2 separate regions of the Xenopus laevis genome follow, and region 1 is linked to region 2. A link is a contact called in public Hi-C data. All regions are on one chromosome and are shown on one strand. Each heading gives the region's core, a stretch centred on a gene start, on an enhancer-like site or on the middle of the called end of the contact. The rest is flanking DNA. Distances are from core to core; before and after follow the strand shown.

Region 1 (5,491 bases), core at 790-3,289, 120 kb after region 2:
GTCCCCTGCTATTTGTCTATAATGTCCTCTAATGTACTTGTAAAGTCTAATCATGTCCCCTCGCAAGCGCCTTTTTTCCAGAGAAAACAACCCCAACCTTGACAGTCTACCCTCATAATTTAACTCTTCCCTCCCTCTAACCAGTTTAGTTGCACTTAGTCTCTGCACTCTCTCCAGCTCATTTATATCCCTCTTAAGGACTGGAGTCCAAAACTGCCCCCATACTCCAGATGAGGCCTCACCAGGGACCTATAAAGAGACATAATTATGTTTCATCCCTTGAGTTAATGACCTTTTTTATGCAAGACAGAACTTTATTTGCTTTAGTAGCCACAGAATGACACTGCCCAGAATTAGACAACGTGTTATCTACAAAGACCCCTAGATCCTTTTCATTTAAGGAAACTCCCAACACATTGCCATTTAGTGTATAACTTGCATTTATATTATTTTTGCCAAAGTGCATAACCTTGCATTTATCAACATTGAACCTCATGTTCAATGTATGTATGTATATATCTATGTATGTATCTATGTATGTATGACTTGTATGTATTTATGTATGTATGTATGTATGTATTTATGTATGTATGTATGTATGTATGTATGTATGTATTTATGTATGTATGTATGTATGTATGTATGTATTTATTTATGTATGTATTTATGTATGTATTTATGTATGTATGTATGTATGTATGTATGTATGTATTTATGTATGTATGTATGTATGTATGTATGTATGTATGTATGTATGTATGTGTGGCTTGTATGTATGGCTGGTATGTATGTATGTATGTATGTATGTATTTATTTATGTATGTATTTATGTATGTATTTATGTATGTATGTATGTATGTATGTATGTATGTATGTATTTATGTATGTATGTATGTATGTATGTATGTGTGGCTTGTATGTATGGCTGGTATGTATGTATGTATGTATGTATGTATGTATGTATGTATGGCTTGTATGTATGTATGTATGTATGTATGTATGCATGTATCATTGTATATATGTATCATCAGCCAAGAGATCTATGTATGTATGCATGTATGTATGTATGTATGTATGTGTGTATTATTACATGCATGTATGTAAATATCAATGCATGTATGTTTGGCATGTCATTATGTTTGATTCCAGATACAATGATACAGAGGACAATGCCCGTCTGAGATAGAAACCAGAACGCCAGTGCTGCAAGGCAGAAATTCTCACTGAGGGTTGTAGGGCTAGAGATAGTACCCGTGTATATGCCCCCTCTGGCTGCCCAGCTTTGGCATTGGTGATGTGTGAGGGTCACAGGGGGCCTGAGCATAGAGGAATACTCAGGATATGATAGAGGGTAACGCACCAATCAGCAGTTCCTGTTGTTCTAATGACCCATTGTGTTGCCTCTCCAGAATTGGGCAGAACAATTTGTTTCTTTGGGTGCAACTTGCACGTTGGCATATAAGAGTTCCGTGTCCATCTTCATGCCCCTTCCTAGCACACCAAAAAAAGCCCCATCGGGGCATAGAAGAGTTGCTTGTCCACTTTCATGCCCCTTCCTAGCACACCAGAACCCATGGGCACTATGTTCAACAAGAACCCCCTATTTACTCCGTGCCTGTTTTATATATCCGGCACAGGGCTCCCTGGTACAGGACTCTGCACTTTGCCAATGGTGCAAGTGGCACCAGGATACAGAACACAGTTGCTCTGCACAAGAACTGGGCACAAGGACGATGCAGATTAATACAATAGTGACAATAGTGACTAAATGGCCCCTCTGGTCTGCAGAGGGTGACAGACATGAGTATTGGGATGGCTCCTCCTGTTTAGACCTTGGCCAATTTGCCATCTCCTTTGCCAGAGGTCCCACACTGCATGGCATGTCCACCACCAGAGGGTAAAGCAATGTAAGGGGGTTGGGTGGCCCCCAAATAGCACATTAAGGCAATGCTATCAGTGAGCAGCTGGTTAATGATTTATTAAACCCGACATATAGAAGTACTGAGCAAACAAATCTCCTTTAAAAAGGCACAAATTAGTAACAGAGGCATCATATAGTGAGAGCCAAGCAGAGCACCATGAAGGGTCTCCTCTGTGCCATTCTTTTTGCCGTCCTTGTGGGCAGCGAGGCCAAAGTCTTCACCAAATGTGAACTGGCCAAGGTGCTGAAAGCCGGGGGCCTGGACGGGTATTATGGATACAGCCTGGCCAACTGTATGTATCAATATGATATAATAATAATAATAACCCTCATTGTGTCCCACTCCTGCTGCTAATGCTCCTCCTTGTTTCAGGGATGTGCTTGTCTTACTACGAGAGTCGCTACACCACCAACGCCATGTACGACAATGGCTGGAGTCGTGATTACGGCGTCTTCCAGATCAACAGTTACTGGTGGTGCAACGATGGCAAGACCTCCGGAGCCGTGGCAGCCTGTGGCATCAGCTGTAGCAGTAAGTGTCTTTGTGTCATTGTTACATGTCACATGCACACAGGAGAGGGACACGTAACCACTATATGGATCAATATCAGATCTAAATATAGGGACAGAACCCATAAAGTGCCAAATACAGCTTGAGCAGGCAGTTGCTTTCATTATTCTACATAAAGAATATGGATCATTGGCTTGGAGGGTTACTGCATTGGGTATTTGTGTTAGTCCTAATTAGTACATACAGTCAACTACACATTAGTATTAGACTAAACCTGCTGCCTCTCCCTACAGCTAGCCCTGAATATGATGAGCAGTGGAGTTGTAGTTCTGCTGAAAACATAACACACGTGCACCCATAAAACTCCTTGGGGTAAATTTATCAAAGAGTGAAGTTCCGCCACTAGAGTGAAATTCCGCAGCTCACAATTCATTTCTATGGGATTTTGAAAGGCATATTTATCAATGGGTGAAGTGAAAGTTCACCCTTTGATAAATACGCCTTTAAAAATCCCATAGAAATGATTATAAGTTAGCCACTAGGTGGTATCTTACCCCTACACGATTAAAGTTGATCTATAAAAATACTAATGGTGTGTGCTGGAGATGTGGAGTGGAAGCTGGTTCTCTATTGCACATTTTTTGGACATGCCCGCTTATAAAAGTGTTTTGGGAAGATATCAGGCACGCCATGAAACTTATACTAACATACGATATACCTGACGATCCTGCGTATGTGCTTCTTTTTCATTCTGATACAACTCTCAAGGTCTTTCTGTCTACCATAGAACCACATCTTTTAAATGCTGCAAAACTTTTAATCCCGTTAAAATGGAAACAAACCGCGACCCCGACATTAAGAGAATGGTATAAAAAAGTGGATGAACTCCACAGGTTCGAAGAACTTTCTTTGTTCAGGACTGAACGTTCTCAGGAATATATTTCCATGTGGTTTCGGTGGGTTTCGTTTAAAGAAACTGACTTTTATAGGAATACTGCCCTGTAGTATAACTCCAATACCTCCATCCAAGGGTCTCTTTGCTTCTCTTCCCCCCCCCACCTTCTTCTACCCAGGGGCTCATTCTATTATGATTGTATCTTTGGACAAGTTATATTTTGTTTATGAATATGTACAGATAACATGTTGCTCAATGTACCCCTTTTCTTTTTTCTGTACCCCTTCTGCTATTTTTGGAAAATAATAAACAGCTATTTGAAAAAAAAAAATCCCATAGAAATGAATGGAATTTCACTCTAGTGGCGGAACTTCACTATTAACTTCACTCTTTGATAAATATACCCCTCTATGTCCAGCTTATTCATTTTAACGGCATTTTTTAATTTTCAGATTTAATGAATGATGACATCACTGATGACATCACCTGCGCCAAGAGAGTTGTGCGAGATCCCAATGGCATGGGAGCCTGGTGAGTCCTGGTTGGGGGTTACACACTGAGCAGTGCCCTTAGTAAATGGTTACAAACAAACCCCCTGAAGCTCATTCTCCCTACTAGAGGGGCTCATTTCAGTCACATGGTCTGTTAGTGGTTCCAACCCCCTTATCCCCCTCGTTAATGCAAGGAAAACTCTTTGGAACTGCGCTGAGATGCAGAAGATACCATTGCATGGCCGGAGGTTCCCCAATGACTAATAATATGCATTTTTTTCTGGTAGGGTTGCATGGAATAACTACTGCAAGAACAAGGACGTGAGCAGTTTTGTAAGTGGGTGTGTTCTGTGAGGAGGAAGAGGAGTCAACAACAACTCCCTGCACCTCACATCATTCAGATCTTAATGTCATTTCTTCATTATGTAATATATAAATGCTGTGAATCCATTCCCGTGTGTCTGTCTGTATATTATACACCTCAGCTATGGAAGAGTTGGCTGATGGAACGGTTCAGTTTCTCTTGTGTTACAAGTAAAGCACCCAGCAGCTGTGCACCCTAGGAGAGCACCTATGGGACCAGCTTGGTGCAGTTTGGGCTATGAGAGTGTAAATGTGGGGACATGAGGCCTGGGTGATACAGTGATACTGGGTTTAAATGTATATGAGTCCCCTTATCCTATGTAACCCATGAGAACCCCAAGTGATTCCTAATACATATAAATCATATACCCTCTGCTCTAATTCCAGCCTGTAGGTTATGCCATGAGAATGCCAGAGCAGATGTTAATAACATGGCAGGGACAGATTAATGGCAAACTAACTAATGTAGAGAGAGAAACTCAATGTCAGGACTTACAGCTGCTGCTTTGAGCTGCTGGTTCCTCAGACTGTATATGATGGGATTCAATATGGGAGTCCCAGTGGAATATACCATGGATGCTGCCATGTTTAGTGCCTGGGAAGAGCCCACACTGGGCAGCAGGTTCATGAAGATCAGTGCTCCATAACACAGCACTACAGCCATAAGAGGTACATGTGGAGAAAGTGTCTGCCATTCATGCCAATGAACAGGTCGGGCAAATATGGCTGTAGAGAGGGTGGCACAGATATCACTGATCCTGGTGTCAGAGCAGGGGAACCTCACAGTACAGCTGCTTTATAGAATTTGCCCACAGAACACAAAGCCCAATGTAAGGCCAGTATTGATGGTTGTGTTGAGCGGCCCACACTGTCAGGCAAACACAGCTAACTGCACACAAACTTGTTGGTTACAATAACGAGGCAATCAGTCATATAATAAATCATATAATCAGTCATACCATCAGTCATATAATAAGTCATACCGTCAGTCAGATAATCAGTCATATAATCAGTCATATAATAAATCATACCATCAGTCATATAATAAATCATATAAGTCATATAATAAGTCATATAATCACTTATATAATAAGTCATACCATCAGTCATATAATCAGTCATATAATAAGTCATACAATCAGTCATATATTCAGTCATATAATAAGTCATACAATCAGTCATATAATAAGTCATACAATCAGTCATATATTCAGTCATATAATAAGTCATACAATCAGTCATATAATAAGTCATACAATCAGTCATTCCGTCCCCGTCACACAATTCAATACTCACAGGACACAAGCATG
Region 2 (5,113 bases), core at 1,993-4,492:
TATATACAGTGTGTGGTGGGATTGTTGACTATTGTGTATATAAGTGTGTGGTGGATTGTACTATGTGTGTATTATACAGTGTGTGCGTGGATATGTTTATATATACAGTGTGTGGTGGGATTGTGTATATATACATGTGGTGGTGACGTGTGTGTGATGTTGTTGGCTATTTGTGTATATATACAGTGTGTTGGTGATGTGTGTTATTGTGTGTTGGTGGGCATGTTATTTGTGTGTATATATACAGTGTGTGGTGGGATTGTTACTATGTGTATATTACAGTGTGTGGTGGGATTGTTACTATTGTGTATATACAGTGTGTTGGGGATTGTTAATAATTGTGTATATATACAGTGTGTGGTGGGATTGTGTGTATTGGTGTATATATACAGTGTGTGGTGGGATTGTTACTATTGGTGTATATATACAGTGTGTGGTGGGATTGTTGCTATTGTGTATATATACAGTGTGTGGTGGGATTGTGTGTATTGTGTATATATACAGTGTGTGGTGGGATTGTGTGTTATTGTGTATATACAGTGTGTGGTGGGATTGTTACTATTGTGTGTATATATACAGTGTGTGGTGGGATTGTTGCTATTGTGTATATACAGTGTATTTAGCACAGACAATAATGATACATTGATGACACACACTAATAAACTGTACAGAAAGAAGAATAACACCTGCAAGTCTGACCCTGACCCCTCCTTTCCTCTGCACTCTTGCCCCCATGTTCCCCATGATTGTTATACACATCCCCCCCCCACACACACACACACACACACCTGACCCTTCCACTAGTGTCAGTGTATTTCTATTAGTCACAGTTTCCCTTTAATGTACAATTAGAATTAATACAAGCTAATCAGCCGTTACATTTTTGGTGTACTTCCCCCTAATTGGGCTCCCATGTATATACTAGCAACTTCTTGTCACTATTTACTTCCTTCTATTTATCTCTATAGGCTGATCAGCTGCCCTACTGATTCTCCAGCCTAGCACTGTGCCTCTAATGTTCTTAAAATGATAAATAATCGTTTAATAAAATACTGCAGTCCTCTCCTGCTTTATGGCAGCTGAGATTCTAGCTATCTGTATAACAGAACATTCTGTCCCAGTGGCTGCACAGATCCTCTCTGATCTCCATTGTAAGCAGCAGTCCTGTCCTGCTTTATGGCAGCTGAGATTCTAGCTATCTGTATAACAGAACATTCTGTCCCAGTGGCTGCACAGATCCTATCTGATCCCCATTGTAAGCAGCAGTCCTGTCCTGCTTTATGGCAGCTGAGATTCTAGCTATCTGTATAACAGAACATTCTGTCCCAGTGGCTGCACAGATCCTATCTGATCCCCATTGTAAGCAGCAGTCCTGTCCTGCTTTATGGCAGCTGAGATTCTAGCTATCTGTATAACAGAACATTGTGTCCCAGTGGCTGCACAGATCCTATCTGATCCCCATTGTAAGAAGCAGTCCTGTCCTGCTTTATGGCAGCTGAGATTCTAGCTATCTGTATAACAGAACATTCTGTCCCAGTGGCTGCACAGATCCTATCTGATCCCCATTGTAAGCAGCAGTCCTGTCCTGCTTTATGGCAGCTGAGATTCTGTTTTCGAGAGGGAAAGGGTAAGTGGAGAGGGCTGGGTTTGTTTTTAGTGTGTAATAAGTGACATTTTTGGAAGTAGTGCAATTGTTAGGACAATATTTTCCCTATACAGGTTTGTCCTGTGAAAGTGACAGATTGGCCAGTAGAGCAGAGCAATCCTTGCCTATGAGAGGTGTATAAGCAGTTGGTGCCCAAAGTAACTTGCTATTCCAGTGTAAGGCAGGGCTGGGCACAGGTAGCTCTTTGCATACAATATAATAAGCTGTTCTGAAAGCACCTTGGATGCTCTAACAAAGTAGTTTCCTTACTATACTAATGTAACATCTAGTTTGTTTTTTTTTTAAAGGTTTTATTGTATTGAATTTTAAACACAATAAAGAAGAAGACATTGACAAGAATAAGATGGTGTACATCTGGTTAACTTCTCATACAGCACAAAATATAACGACTGCCAATTCTTTGCATATTTAATTAAACCGACTTTCTGCTTTACTGTAAGGTCTGCTCTTACATCTATATATACATTGTTAGCATTCTGTTCCATGAAAGATATATGAGAAAATAATAATATATACAAACAACTATATATTGCTAGAAGAAATAACTCTTACGTTTCTTATGTAATAACTATCTGAATGAAAAGCATGAAATAGGGGGGTGATTTCAATAAACTGTTTGTTGACTGATCACCAGCTAAAGGTCTACTGATAGATCCTCATCTACCCCTGCTGTAAAGTGAGACGGCTTGTCCCCCTGTTACACATTTACTTTATATTTATATTGTGCCGGGTCATCTGTCTGTGCTTGTTACTACATACACTACTGTCAATGTTTAACCTGTGCTGTTACTGTCACCTGCTTTACCTGCTAGTCCCAACAATTCATGGCTACAGTGCAGGCCAAGTCACCTATTTATTTGTTGCCATAAAGCAAGACAGAGCTGCTGTATGTGTGCCAGAAAGGAAGTAGAGGCAGCCACATAACAGATACAACCCCCATGACTGGTCAATACAAGTGACTACAACTTAAGATGTGAAACAATCTTTGTGTGTTTACTATTAACCTATAGTACTGCGCCCACGTATGTAAATAAATACAAACTCAGGCTGGAGAAAGGCAAACAATTACAAGGAATTAGGGTAGTTAAATTAGATTGAAAGCTCTGATGATGACTTACTCCTGTGTCTATGTCAGGGTTGTACAACATAGTCTGATAATAACAATAATGGTATTGTATGGGTGCTGAGAGAGGACATCTCATTGTTGCTTATATGTGATCTTGCCACAGGCAGCACCCAGACTGAGGCCTCAGGAGTGGGAGCTGAGAGGTAGGGTGGGTCTCCCTGCATGTATGTTGTCTATATGAGGGCTACCTCATTGAGACACATCTTTAATACATCTTTAATGCAGCAATTCCATCTTTCTTCTTTCTTTTTGCTATTTTGAAGAAAAATAAACGCACATCTCTGCATCAGGAACAGACTCTGTTCTGAATTCCCCTTCCTCCTCCTTCCCTCAGTGTTTATGGCTCCCTTCCCTGTCCCATCTGCTGCATGATTCTTCTGCCAAATGGTATGGGGGAAATGCGACAAGACTGCAAGCGCAGGGCAGTGGGTGAGCTGGGAATGTGCAGAGAGAAGCTGGAGCGGCACAGTAACAGGGAATCTGAATGTCAGCTTCTTTTTTAGCTCTCTCCCATCTTTGTCTTTATTTCTGCCTTTCCTTTCCAGGGCACCAATGAAGCGCTCTCACACACCTCCTGGTGCACTAGTAAATGGTGCCTTGCACTCTCTCTCCCGTGAGCTGGGTAAGGGCAGTGCTGTTATGTTGTCTGCCGCTGTCCTGGAGCTGCCCAACCCTGGTGCCCGGATGCCCACCCAGCAAGTAAGCTCCCGGGGAGCCTCAGTCAGCGAATACCCACACACAGACGGCAAGTCTGGGGGGACAGTCAAAGTTTATCTTCCCAACCAGCAGAGGACAGTGGTGAGTCTCCCGCCATCTTCCATATGTCTCATGCTGTCATGTTATCGCCTATTTGTAACCCAATTTCCCTTCTTATTGTGCCTCTCAGGTGAACGTGCGCCCTGGTATGACCGTATATGATTCTCTGGACAAGGCATTGAAAGTGCGAGGTCTGAGCCAGGAATGTTGTGCTGTGTATCGCCTGATACAGGGGTAAGTTCAGTGCCACTGGTACAACATGGCGCCTCTTTTCTACCTTTGCTGGCTCTTCACCTTGTGTTTCCCTTGCAGCCGGAAAGCCCTGACAGATTGGGAGACAGATATCACACCCCTAGTGGGAGAGGAGCTGATGGTGGAGGTTCTGGCAGATGTTCCTTTATCCATGCACAATTTTGTAAGCTGTTTGCAATTCTTCTTGTCAAACTTAGATTTTTATTATTAATAATAATAATCCACCAGCTTTTCCTTCTCTGCTGCACAGATTCACATTCTTCTGTTTCTCATCCAGGTCAGAAAAACACATTTCAACCTCGCATTTTGTGACTTCTGCCTTAAATTTCTGTTCCACGGCTTCCGCTGCCAGACCTGCGGCTACAAGTTTCACCAGCACTGCAGCAGTAAGGTGCCCACAGCCTGCGTGGATATGGCCAAGCTCCCAAAGCCACTGTGAGTACCAGCTCCCACCAGGCCACAATGTCTCTTTTTCTATTCAATCTGAGCTAAAAGCTCTTTAATACTCAACTTTATTTGGGATATTCCATAACATGCTGCAAATTGTCCCCTGTGCAGAGCAGCCTATCAGAAGCTTTCCTTGGTCTCCTACAGACAGAATAGGCAAAAGTCTGATTGGATGCTGTGCATTTGCTGTGCTGGTGCAAATGAATAACCATGTTTGTGTCTCAAATAAACATGCAGGAACCCCCCCCCCCCACACACACACACACACACTCACACAAATGTTTAGAGGGGCATTGCTTTTCTCCATTTTGTTAGGAACTTGTGTGCGCTCTTCCTTTATTTTCACATTGTGTATTCCTCCTCTCTGCACCTTCCTTCAGTTGTATTTGCCGCCCTCTTCTATTAGTGCTCTTGTGCCCATTACCTTTTGTTCATGCTTAGATTCTGTCAGTAATAAAAGCAGGAAGTTGAAGGTTTCCATGCAGTCTGTCAGCTTGGCGTGTGATTGGTCAGGATGGTGCTCTAATAATAATCCTGTTTGCCTTTATTTAGGACGCCTCTCAGCTATCAAGACTTCCAGTCATATTATGAACATCCCACTGTCCACACGCCCCTCAGTCCCCAGCCACCCAGGTAATGAATCACACCACTTGCTCTTATGACCTTCATTATCTTCTCCTCTTCATTTCGCTCTCCCTGGGTCCCATTCCATTCCATGTCTCCCTCTCTCAGCCCCCGGACACAGCACCCCGGATCCGCTTCCTTTTCATTTCCTGGTGAGGGACAGCCACTGCAGAGACATCGCTCCACCTCCACCCCCAACGTTCATATTGACAGCACCACTGGCCCCGTGGATAACTCCATCA

What was found. Hi-C and Micro-C count contacts between places; a contact is called where the count stands out from the background.
Region 1: a Hi-C map of the XTC cell line shows a contact between it and region 2, with 4 times the contacts expected there. The contact joins the promoter of LOC108698841 here to the enhancer-like site in region 2. A contact is called at or near these places in 2 of 4 Hi-C or Micro-C datasets (the XTC cell line and animal cap).

The regions. Positions count from the first base shown.
Region 1 is chr8L:1,213,146-1,218,636 of Xenopus_laevis_v10.1, forward strand. It overlaps LOC108698841 (lysozyme C-1), which reads left to right and starts at 2,040. Exons shown (of 4, transcript XM_041573878.1): 1 at 2,040-2,214; 2 at 2,295-2,453; 3 at 3,780-3,858; 4 at 4,106-4,268. The coding sequence starts at 2,079. The coding sequence ends at 4,172.
Region 2 is chr8L:1,090,474-1,095,586 of Xenopus_laevis_v10.1, forward strand. It overlaps araf.L (A-Raf proto-oncogene, serine/threonine kinase L homeolog), which reads left to right. Exons shown (of 16, transcript NM_001089907.1): 2 at 3,338-3,590; 3 at 3,679-3,782; 4 at 3,861-3,963; 5 at 4,078-4,235; 6 at 4,800-4,880; 7 at 4,980-5,113. The coding sequence starts at 3,345. Among protein-coding and RNA genes, the nearest start is that of araf.L, 7.2 kb to the left of the region's middle. Within about 2 kb of position 3,243, at least 1 of the 7 cell types and tissues checked has an H3K27ac peak or open chromatin away from gene starts, as enhancers often do.